Regions from separate parts of the Mus musculus genome. Here region 1 is linked to region 2. A link is a contact called in public Hi-C data. All regions are on one chromosome and are shown on one strand. Each heading gives the region's core, a stretch centred on a gene start, on an enhancer-like site or on the middle of the called end of the contact. The rest is flanking DNA. Distances are from core to core; before and after follow the strand shown.

Region 1 (6,051 bases), core at 152-2,651, 140 kb before region 2:
TTTATTTGTTTAAGTGCCTATTTGGGGGAACCCAAATTACTTTGCAAGCATCACATCAATCCTTTTGGGAGGGAGGATCACTGTCCCTATTTTAAACGGGAAACGCCCTACTATAGACCAAAACAGATGGGCAGAGCCACCATCACCTGCCAAGACAGATATCAGCACACTAGACTTCCTAAGCACCAAAGAGCACAGCTTCAGCTGCACACTGCAGAGTGGAAACTTCAGCAGGGCAACAACTCGTCCTGACCTAACTCAATGACAATGTACAGATAGATCTTTATCATGTGTCTAGCAACGGCAGAGCTCGGCCACTCGGTATAGGCGGACACTAGAGAATGCTAGTTTCTAACCTTAGACTACTTTGCCTGAGTCTAAGTTTATGTGTGTGTTTGTGGGGGGGGGGGGTATCAGACCACAGACCTGGTAAAATAACAGGCAGAGTCAGAGCCACAGGTCACCAAACCTAACAACCTGAGTTCAATCCCCAGTGCCCATCTGGTGGAAGGAGAGAACCAACTCTCACATGTATGCTGTGAACACACACACACACACATTTATGCAAGCATCACAAATGCAGGAACAAATATTCGAGACAGTCATCTAATAAGCACGTGCAGTGTGTGAAAGAACAAAGCACTGGAGCCCTCTGTCCCCCAGGAAAGGGCTGACAAGTAACTATACAAACAGTCCTCACTTTACTAGTGTAAGATGAAGAGGGTTTCAGGCCTGCTAGCCTACAACTCTCTATGGAGACCAGATGACCTCAAGCTCTACTATTTGTGCCTCTCAAGGCCTGTGAGATGCTGATAGCAGACAGGCAAATGAATGCTAAGATTTAATGAGCCCAGCCCCTGGGACCTGTTCTGAAACAGGCAGCCCTGACCCGCCACTGAGGACACAGGCACTAGATCACTACATAAACACCTGGAGTTCTCTATGCTAATGAAGTATCTAGATAGCTTCCCCCACCCCATCCCACCCCGCCCCGTAATGAACTTCTCTTCCGGGGAATTCCTTCCCAAAAAGGGTATTTAATCCCCGGTTCACCCAGAATAAAGTGTGTACATTCACACCCACCATCAAATAAACCAGTATGAATAAGTGGATCGCTGCAAGGAAGGCCTTCATCTTAAAGAGCCCCACCTAGAACTCCAGAGGAAGGCCTTCTCTCCTGCAGCCCCTCCAAACTCTGGAATCAAACCAGGCTCCATCCATCCCAGGCTCCACTTTTCCCCTCTCTGTCTGGCAGGTGCCCAGAGAAAAGGGCAGACCTGTGGATCCCAGTTCCCTCCCTCGGTGCTAGGCGGTACGCGGACAGTGCTAGGGTAAGCAGAGAGGGGCCTGGAAACCGCTGCAGACTCCCTGCTTTGCTAGGCGCTGCGCGGACAGTGCTAGGGTAAGCAGAGGGGGACCTGGAAACCGCTGCAGACTCCCTGCTTTGGATTTTGCCCTGCCTTCTCCGGAAGGCCTGCAGGCTGTGCTCTGGGCACCCCAGAGAAACAGGGCACGGTAGGACACTCAAGTGCTTAGATTAAAGGCATTTTAAATAAATTATTAAGGTATACATAGATTACTTTTTAGTGGTTCTCAATTATATTAAGCCTTTAAACAAGAAATTAATTAATTAAACGCATACTTGCACTGGATAAGAATTTTATTATACAGCTGAGTCTTATTTTAAAAAATTAAGCAAGCTTAGTTTTCAAGTATGTACCTTTTGCTAATCTGTCTTGCATTTCTTTTTTATTGGCATATTTCTTGACTAATAATCTATTTACTAGCTGGAAGACTCTAAGGATTTCTCAACCAAAAAAATTACAAATAGTGAAGGAGAGAGAAGTCAACACTAGATTAATACATTTTTATTTTGCCAAATCAATTAAGCTTTGTTTAAAAACAAACAATTTCAATTCTCTTCTCCCTAACCTTTCAAATGTAGGACACTGCAACAATTGCAGACTCTGTGTTAGCTTCTAAGTCAACATGCTTAATGCTATAATGAAGGATAACAACAGCCTAGTGTGAGAAACAGAGGGAGGGAGCGATCCTCAACATAAGTAACACATGAATGTGCAGACTCTAGAGAAAGGGAAAACAAAACAGACAACATGAGAGGAGGGGGAGGGGAGAGGGAGGGGAAGAAAATGAACACAAGGGGTAGAAGTTTCCAAAATTAGGTTAGATGACCAAGGACAGCCACATTCTATAAGTGACACTTGGATAACTTCTTGGAGAATGTAAAAGGGCTGAGCCTTGAAGCTGCTTTGAGGACAGCCAAACCCCACGAGAGAAGAAGCCAGTGGGACAGCCTTGCAGAGGGGCTCTGCTTCCCGCTCACACTCAGGAGACACCAGAGCTCAAAGAGTGGAGGTCATACAAGGGTAGAGAGTAAGCCACCCCTGCGCTCTGAGGACCATTCTTAACCCTTGAGTTTACTGCAGATGGAACAGGTTCTGATCAGAAAGTGTCAGGTTCTTAACCCATTTTAACAGGATCATTTTAATCGTTCACTGAATAGTAAGGCTAAGAGAAAGGGGATAAAGACTAAGGCAGGAAGACAGGAGGCTCCAGAGGAGAGCGAGGGACAGGGGAGCACAAGTGGAGAAGACACCTGGAGGCAGAGCTCACAGCACTGGCTAAGAGATGAGACGGGGTCGGAAAGTTTCAGACTCAAGAGAGAGCTGAGAAGACTATGGACTGGAGTCTGGAGGAAGGAGCCAATCTGAGGACCAGTATTAGGCCAAGGAAAAGATCAACATTCAGAATCTTAAAGTATGGTTGGTTTTTTTGTTTGTTTGTTTGTTTTTTGGTGACACAGAGGGCAGGAGAGAGGGAGGGAGAGTGGAAGGGAGAGAGGGAAGGAGGGAAGGAAGGATGGAAGGAGAGAAGGAAGGAGGGAGGGAGGGAGGGAGGAGGAAGGGAGGGAGGGAGGGAAGGAGGGAGGAAGACTACTGTAAGAGGGGTTAGAGACCATCTATAATGGCTACAATAAAATTTGAGGTGAAAGAAAAGATGAAGCTGAGGAAGGGGTCCTGTGGTGGTATCAGTGGGTCAGGATACAAGAAGTGGCAGGCAGAGGCTTGTTACTCTGTTATATTGCTGTTAAAAGTCCTGTCAAAGCCTCTTGGCTACGGCTATTACCAGAGAACCCAGCAGCCTAGCAGCTGCCTGAAAAAGGTGTTCACAGGTGGTCTTCATAGATGGAAAATAAAAATTCTGTTCACATCTTAAGGTTTTGCTACAGTTTTGATTTTTCAGAAAATTTTGATTTTTTAATTAATTTTTAATTTCATCTGCATTGTCTGAAGCTCAGCTCCCATCCTCAGAATACACAGAAACAAAATACCTTCACTTTCCATTCTCCGATTCATTTTAGGAGAGAAGGGGGAAGAGTAAGGAAATTCTAAGCAGCTGAAACTTCCCGTCCCTACTTCTCACGCACACCCAGGCGGAGAACCAGCTCCTCACTAAGTAGAGTGAAGAAATGTTTCAAGAAAAGCGGACAGGTTTACTGTGCCACTTGTCCTAGTCCTTAGAACGCTAACGTAGTTAACTGACCACAGGAAATGCTTCAGTCATGGCTTGGGGGAAGCTGGACAGAATCTCAGGGACAGTTGCTTTCTCAGAGCTACGGGTCTACAGTGCTGCTTTAGTATCCAGAGGGCTCGTAGGATGCTTGGGACGCTGTACTTGCAATGACTCACTGCTGTACCCAGAGATTACTGTAGCTGCCGGGCCTCCCTCGGAAGCTTCTTTTTTACAGTGGAAGGTGATAAACAGAGACTCACAACTGTTCGAGGTGTAGAGAATAGGAATTATGCCCTAAATGGAACATCTATCCCGCATCCCCTCCTCCAAGGCTCAGATACGATGATGGAAGAGTATAAGAGCCAGAGATGGTGGGTATTATAAGGAAATGATTTTCTAACTCTCTCAGCAGTTGTGACAGCATGCATGATGAGATCTACACAGGTTAAGCCAGACAAAATCCCATCATGGAGAGGGAGGTGGGCAAGAAGCCACACCCAGTTGCTAGCTAGGAAGCTATTGGCAGCTGATAGCTGTTGGGAGGGGAGAGACCATTTTCTTTAAGGGCTGACCATTCTCCAATAAGGCCACACATCCAAGAGTATGCAGGCAGCCAAAATTTGATGGGTTTAAAAACAAAAAGAACCCAAAGCTGAGTGGGTAGGGAAGGAGGGAGGGGCGAGAGGAAGGAGTGACCAAAATACACTGTGTGGACAGCTCAAAGAACTAGCAAACGCTGAGGGAAACTAGCCAAACAGAAACCATTGATGGTACGCATGCCTACTCGATGTGGATGGATGGACAGACAGACGGACGGATGGGCAGATGAAAGTTCCTGCCACAGAGAGGCTATTTCATACAGGTAGAATTTGAAGCTGGCGCTGAACATTTTAGAATACTATCTTTCTTCTTACTTTTAAAGAAAAATGAGAATTTCATAAATCCTCCTAAACCCATTTCATGCTTATTCTGGTTACTTTCTTAAGAGTGGTATCATTATGGTCAAATTCTGACGATGCCAGCCACATACAATACAGCACTCAAAAATGACAAAGGCAGATTCTATTCCTCTTGAGGCAATTCATCAATCAATAACTACAAATAAACAAAGAACCACACTTACCCGGTCCGCAGCTGCATTATGGTATGGGAGCTCCTCCTCACTGCAGAGAACAACAACAAACACGGAATGGTTGAGATCAGAGCTTTGTTTTGTTTTGTTTTGTTTTTCCGAGACAGGATTTCTTCCTATGTCATTCCTGACTCTAGAGAGATGTGTGCTTCCCGTTTCTACTCCACCAGATTCAACAGAAAATCCACCTGGTCTATTGTCGCAACATGCCTCACTTAAACACAGCGGTCACCAGCCTACAGGGAACAATTCAAAGTCTGTCTCACTACAACAATCGGACCACACAAAAGTCATGTATCAAGAGGCTGCCATACTCAACATTTCTATTATGGCAGCCAGTTCTGTTTTGAACAATCCTAGACCAGGGTTCAGTCACAGCAAACAGTAAATGTTTTAGGCTTCGTGAATCACAGCCTTTCTCATAGCTACTCCACCTCGACTGTACTGGGATGCCAGTCCTCACACATTAGGTAAAGGGAGCTCCACACAACTTCTACCAAACTAAGTGGCAAACTAGACACTAACATTAACATAAAGAAAAGAACCGAAGCTAGGCCTGGAGGGCCAGGACCAAAACCCCAGCTAATCAACAACTGCCTGGGTTGTCAGTGAGCTCAAAGCCTATATGGGCAACTTAGTGAGACCCTGTCTTGAAATAAAAATGTAAAATCAGAGTTTGGAAGTCCAGAAGAGATGGCTCAGCTTGTAAAGTGCTTGCTACACAAGAAAGAGGACCAGAGTTCAATCCTTAGCAACCAACACACACAAAGGTATGGGAGATTCACCGGGAAGGCACAGGCAGATCTCTGGGGCTCACTGGCCTGCCGGCCAGCCGGCCAGCCTAGTCTAACTGGCTGGATTACAAGGTCCAATGAGAAACCTACACTTGTAGAAGGAAAAAAATGATGGCTTCTGAGAAACATCCAAGGTTACCTCTGGCTTCTACATGCATGCATACACACATGTGAACATGTGTACACATGGACTCATATATTTGACTGACTGTGTGCATCCCTCACACAGAGATGCTGAAGGTGTAACTCAGTGGTAGGGTGTGGTATGTGCCTGGCATGAGTGGAGCCCTAGGTTTAATTCCCAATATCAGAAAAGAAAAGAAGAGAAAAGAGAAGAAAAATTGGCTTCCAGTGGGCTAGTGAATTTAATGTTAAGTATCCTGAGACTCTTAGATGAACTGTCAGTAATAAACGAAGCACTGCGTATAGACAAAACTGATCTCGGCAGCTCTCTCAACAGTTTGTTTGTTCTGGCAACAGCATGTGCATATTCTTGCTTCCGTTTTCTCTTGAGATCAAGGGGCACCGCTTTTAAGAACATGACAGGTTATTCCCAAGCCTAGTGTGTCCTATGTCATTCTTTGTTTCTCT
Region 2 (6,219 bases), core at 761-3,260:
CCTGTTCCAGTGAGTCTTGCTCACAGTGGAAGGCGGTTGGTACTAAATCTAAGCGATCCCCTTTGAGATACCTCAAACTTTCTTTACTCTTATGTGATAAAAAGAGTGGAGAGGAGCCAGGGCTGGAGAGATGGCTCAGCCATTAAGAACACTCACTGCTTTTGAAGGTGACCCAGGTTTGATTTCTAGCACTCACAGTCACTAACGATCCTCAGTAGCTCCAGTTTCTGGGGACCAGAAGCCTTCTCTGTGTGTTGTATTAATTATTTAACACTACTCCAATCTGGCGGCTCAGATTGCTCACCACCCGCCAAAATGCTCAGGATGCTAGGATGAAAGACAGACACACAGCAGCCTTCTCCTAATATGCCTTAAACTTCACGATGGCTGGACCACTCCCAAACTTTCACATTGCTAACTCCTCCCCTCCAATACTCCTGAGTTATTACTAAAATCTAAATTCCATCTTTGCTACCCGAGACCCAAATGGGCGGTTGGGGAGGGGGGCTGTGCTCTTACCTCTCCACCGCTCAAGCTTGAGCTCTCTGCTTCCCGCACATGACGATTCTAAAGCCTTCCTCTTCTCTTGATTCTCTCGCTTGGGAGACTTAAGTCCCACCTCTGTCTCTCTGCCCAGCCATTTGCTGGCAACTTTATTTACCAATTAGACCCAACTAGGGGCAGGGCCCTGCGGCGTCTTACACGTAGATGTGTGAATTCCCGTGTACTTAGGGGACCCAGTTAACATAACGTAAGCAATAAACCAAATCTGCAACATCTGTGGCCTCTGTGGATACCAGACATGCACGTAGTACACAGACATCCATGCAGGCAAGACACTGATAGACATAAAATGAAAATAAATACATCTTTAAAATCTTTAAAAAGAATAATGATAAAGTTCTGACAAATCTCAAAAACAGTCTAGTAAGGGGGAGCAACATGAGGATTTGTGTGGAAGACGACACGGATGGTTTGTGGGGAGGCTGCTAAGACACATTCATTGGGAGCTGCAGGATGCCCAGGAAAGTGTTGCTGTTGGTGTGACATGTGGCTGGATGAGAATAAATGTGACCATGCAGACACACCCGACAAAACCTACACAGATTCAGAGCTGCTGCCGTACAACCACGGAGTTACCTGGAGAGGATGGTAGCAACTTGGCGGCTGCCAGAATTGTCTCACTCCTATCTGCAAAAACTCACAGGGTAAGAATTCATAAACAGTGGGACTGTATTTCTCACAGCATGTTTCTCTCAAGCTGGGGAGTTCAAGATGATGATGCCAGGGACTATGGTGTCTGGTAAGAACCATGGTCTTGGCTTTCAAAGGTAGTACTTTCAACTCTGTATCTTTCAAAGGTGACAAAGCCCAGGTCCTCATCGTTGGGGAGATGGAAAAAGACATGAGTCCTTTTATAAAAGGCCCTCATGTCCTCTCAGGAGGTCCCTAAAGTAACCCACCAGGAACCCGCTCTCATGCTCTCATGACTGAATCCCTTAGAGGCCCATCTCTTAATAATACAGTAGGAATTAATATTTTTCTACACCCATAGAATTACTTTCACGATGAGGATACATTCATGTCTCTCTTGTGCAATGAAAACTAATCTGAGGAGAGTGGAAAAGATAGGAACATGACATCTGTCTTCCTTAGCCGGATATGTGCTACAGATGGGACTGGCTGGGGAGCTACATGCTGGGAAGGTATGACTTCTCCCCCGAGAAACTGGATGAAAGTGCTGTCCCTCCTGGTCTCCACTTCTGAAATGGGCTCCTGTCTCTTGGGTCGCATCTCTGTTACCTGGGAGGTCCAGCTCTGTTCCAAACAGGCATGACATTTCAGCCCTATACCCACAGCCTCTGAATGAAGAGTGCACAAGCCGACGCTGGAATCACTGGACTACTGCGTATGTAAATGCCTTTGAAAAGTGACACACTTCCCTAAGTGAACAGAGTCTCACTGGCATATGATCATCCACACTACAGCAGTGACTCAACGTCAGGTCTGTGTTGGCCTCTGTCCAGTGTGGAGGTGGGGTTTGCTATGCAGCAGACACAGGCCAGTTCATTTCTACACAGCTTAACTTCCCTGTGCCGTTGGCATCTGTGGTTTTAGAACAGATTACTGAACTGGCGTTTTAACGAGTCCCCTGTGAGAGACTCTGTGAGTGACAAGGGCGGTGAGACTCTACCATCACCCTGGACCTGAGAAGTGACAGACATCGAAGGTAAAGCCAGGTCAGACTGGAAAACAAATAAACCAAAAACAAAGCACGCGTCTGGGGACAGGAAGAAAGGTGGGAATCCAAGAAGATTGGGTATCAGCAGGGTACTGCTTCCCCGGGAGATTTTTCTTCATGCTGCATCTTCTGCCTTTTTGTTTTTCCAGCTGAGAGGTTAACAGGAGGAAGCCTAGACAAGCCCTACATCTGCAGAGAATGTTCGGCATCGAATATTAACCACATTTCAAGCTTCTATTTCCTTTGGAGAGAGATAAAACATTTTCTTTTCATATCAATCCAACTAATGTGCATGTAAAAAATAATTTGCTGGCGGTGATTATAGTCACAGATGCTCTGAGTCAGGCAGCACCTTCCTTTCGTCATTAATTTAATGAATGGTGACTTCTACAGAGGGTCATGTGGGATTACGGTCTTGGCTCTCTGAAATTATCATAAGAAAATGTGATCAAATACTTAATCCCAAATCTCACTGTAACAATCAGAAGTGTGTGTGGTGCTTGTGTGTGTTTGTGTGTTTGCGTGGGTACGTATATGTGTGTTTAAATGTGTGTGTGTATGTGTGTGGTGTTTGTGTGTGTGTATTTGAATGTATATACGTATGTATGGTGCTTGTGTGTGTTTATATGCCTGTGTGTATGTATGTGTGTTTGTGTTTAAATATGTGTGTATGTATGTGAGGTATTTGTGTGTATGTGTGTGTTTGTATATGTATGCATATTTGTGTGTGTTTGTGTGTGTTATCTATTACAATCAATCACTGAGATTCTTAGAAGCAAAACAACCCCAAGTAAAATTCTCTTGTTTCTGTTGCTGATTCTTCTAGGTCACACACAGAGATAACAACACACTCTCGCATATAAATCTGTTTGGAGCTTTTCCTAATGGAAGTGTTGGAGAAACGTCTGTTGATTCTTTCAAGATCTCTTTGAGGTATTCCCTTACTGACACCTGTTCAGACCTCACTAGCCAACCAAGGTTCACAACCCAGCAGCCTCCACTGTGCAGTGAGGTTTGGTTAGAACAGGAGACTCTGCCACAACAAAACTTCCATCACAGCATCCCCAGCTGTGACTTACCACAACAAGCTAAGACTCCTCTGTCTGGCTTTCCTGGATTGCAGGATCCAGCGCCTCCAGCTTGTCTCATCTTTGTTCTCCCTGACCTGGGTGCTGGCCTTGACCCCAATATTTTGTTTCCTCCTTAGAGTCTCTAACTATGGGCATCCCAGGAAGAACACTCCTCTTTGTGGCCTTCACGTCTCTGCCTTGACCAATTCAGGTCCCATCAAAAGTCTCGCTTTCATCCACCATCCCTGTCTTCAGCCACTGAAGTCAGAAACACACCCATCCAAACCCCTGTTCTCAGAAGCAGCGGACTAGCTGGAGATTGGGGGGAGGGAAATGACAAAAGACACCCCCACCCCCACCCCTTAGCAACTGAGGTCAACTACTTAAGAGCCAGAAAACACAGGAAACAAACAAGAACTTCCTGGGTTAAACTGGTAAAGACTCCCTTTGCGTGGAACGATACTTCTGGATGCATTCGCACTGGGTACTTTCTTCACAGCTGTGACCAAATACCTAAGAGAAGCCACTCAAGAGAGGAAGGGTGTTAGCTCATGGTTTCAGGGGGATTTCAGTCCAACACGGTGGAGTTCACAGTGGCAGAGCATCAGGAAGCAGAGAACAAGAATGGAAGTAGAGTTAGCTGTTAGGGTCCTCGAAGGCTTATCCCTACTGGTCTACATCTGACAGCTAGCACCAGGTTCCCAAGATTCCAGAACCTCTCAAAACAGTGCCACAAGCAGGGACAAGTGCTCAAACACTTGTGCCTGTGAGGGACATTTTACATACAAACCAAAATAGTGAGTAATGGTAAATCCACCAAACATGTATGAGCAAGTCACACATTCACTGAACATGCATCTAATGAGTGTCTTTCAGGCACTTAGGATACACCGATGAATAAAGACATAACTCTTCCGAGAATTTACACCCTAGTGCTTTGGCAGGGGTGTAGGAAACAAAGCATATGCAAAGTAAGTACATATACTTAGAGCATATTCATTGGATGGCAAATCTACTTGCAAAAGAAAAAAAGAGGGATGGGACGAGCTTAAGGTAGCAACACAGGGAGTGCTGCAGAAGGGTGGGGATTGCAATGCTAAAGAGCCAGGTCAGGGAGGCTGCACCACAGAGGTGAGGGAGTTGGCCTTGGTATCTGGGGGAACAGCATTCCAGGCAGCTGTGGAGAGGGAGCTGGCATGAAGGAGCCCAGTTCGTCCTGTTCTCTTTTACAATCTCAGTGCAGACCCTTCATTCTTTTCATGCTTCAGTAAAGAACATCAGGGCTTCTGAGTGGTTTCCTTCTTCCTTCCTTCCTGATACTCTGCATGTCATGTCGGTGGACCTGACTTTCCAGCTACAACACCGTATCCTGAGGTGAAAATGACAGCCAGCCAGGAAGGGAACAGAAACACTGGACTGCAGCTTGCCAGCATCTGCTCTAAAGCAGGTCTCCAGGGAGACTCCTCAGACACCTCTTTTGGGTTGGATACATAGCTCAGTAGCCAAGCAAATGTTTCCACACACAAGACCCTGAATTCTGTCCTCTGTGCTAGAAGGGACATGAGCATCTGTTAACAGATTGATGGCCCATGTGACCAAAGTCTTTGGTTCCATTTTGGAAGCGTTTTCTCCAATTGATTTCATGATATTTGTTGATGTGACTAAATACTCGAGAAGCTTCAACCTCAAGAAGGAAAGGTTTCTTTTCCCCATGGTTCTGAGGACGCAATCCAACCTGGTAGAAAGGCATCAATGGCAGGAGCATGAGGGGTCTGGTCACATTTTGTCAACAATCAGGAAGCAGAGGAAGATGGGAGCTGGTGCTCAGTTGGCTTTCTCCTTTCTTACTGTCCCTTATTCAGTCTGGACCTTGGCTACTGAGAAGGTGTCACCCACATCCAGTGTGACAGATAACTTCTCTAGAAACATCCTCACAGACACACCCAGAGGTGGTATGTCTCCTAGGTGACTCCAGATACATCAAGTTGGCAATGCGGCTATCAGAAGATTCCTATAAATAGAAATGAGTATACTACAGAGAAAAGTAAGAACTATCCACTAGGGACTCTGATGGAAACTCGCTAAGTCTATGAGAGGAAGGAAGATAGTGTTGACAGGGGGAAGAAGAAAGGAGGCCAAGAAGCCTAAGATGCACTGCCAGAATGTGCCCCTGGGACTCTGATAAGACTGCTTCATGTTGCTGCGGGCTCAGGGAGATTCAACGTTCAAAGACAATCTTAATACAACGTCTGCTGAGTGAGAGATACCAGACACACCCAAGGCCAGACATTGCTGCACTTTACCTTAGAAATAAAGCTGCGAGTATTGGTTTTCACCATATGGAAGATGCTCAGAAAGTAGACGGTGGATACAAGTTACAACTTTATCTGCCCTGGTTCTTGGTGAGCTGTTATCATCCAACTGTGTGCAGTCTTTCAAAGACCACGGCAGAGAAATTTACCCAACCAGAGTCACCCTACTTCCTTAATTAGGTCAAATGTTACCTTAGCCACATGAGATGAAATTGTTATTTCTGTAAATGAAATAGGGAGCCCCAGCCTTTTCTTCAGGGTTCGGCTTTCTTGATAGGCTTATGGTTTACTTTTGTCTTTCACCCTGAAAATGCTGTCTTCTGCAGGACGCACTTCAGTATAACACGCCACAAGCACAGTCACCCACCCTCTGTGGCCTTCCCTTACATGCTGTGTCACTGGTACTGACAAGGATGGCTGACAAGGGATTTTTGACCAGGATAACAGAGAGGAAGCCACATGACCCTAGTCACTAGGGATGATATTCATGCAAAACCCAGAAACTAGAACCCAGAAATAACAGCTCAGGAGTTACACTTGACCTGCCTATTGTCTTGTCTTATATATCGCATGGGATAAGAATACTATCTATGTT

What was found. Hi-C and Micro-C count contacts between places; a contact is called where the count stands out from the background.
Region 1: a Hi-C map of the N1E-115 cell line shows a contact between it and region 2, with 4 times the contacts expected there. The contact joins two enhancer-like sites. A contact is called at or near these places in 2 of 15 datasets of contacts at CTCF or cohesin (the G1E-ER4 cell line and the NIH/3T3 cell line), 9 of 484 Hi-C or Micro-C datasets (the G1E-ER4 cell line, the N1E-115 cell line, bone marrow-derived macrophages and 5 more) and 5 of 115 datasets of contacts at active chromatin or transcription factors (astrocytes, bone marrow-derived macrophages, large pre-B cells and 2 more).

The regions. Positions count from the first base shown.
Region 1 is chr2:6,398,926-6,404,976 of GRCm38.p6, reverse strand. It overlaps Usp6nl (USP6 N-terminal like), which reads right to left. Exons shown (of 15, transcript NM_001080548.1): 5 at 4,658-4,697. Among named protein-coding and RNA genes, the nearest start is that of Gm13388, 36 kb to the left of the region's middle. Within about 2 kb of position 1,401, at least 62 of the 459 cell types and tissues checked have an H3K27ac peak or open chromatin away from gene starts, as enhancers often do. A contact at or near this core is called in the G1E-ER4 cell line and the N1E-115 cell line, where this site is marked.
Region 2 is chr2:6,263,557-6,269,775 of GRCm38.p6, reverse strand. All of the region lies in intron 3 of A230108P19Rik (RIKEN cDNA A230108P19 gene), which reads right to left. Among named protein-coding and RNA genes, the nearest start is that of Gm13383, 3.6 kb to the right of the region's middle. Within about 2 kb of position 2,010, at least 164 of the 459 cell types and tissues checked have an H3K27ac peak or open chromatin away from gene starts, as enhancers often do. A contact at or near this core is called in the G1E-ER4 cell line and the N1E-115 cell line, where this site is marked.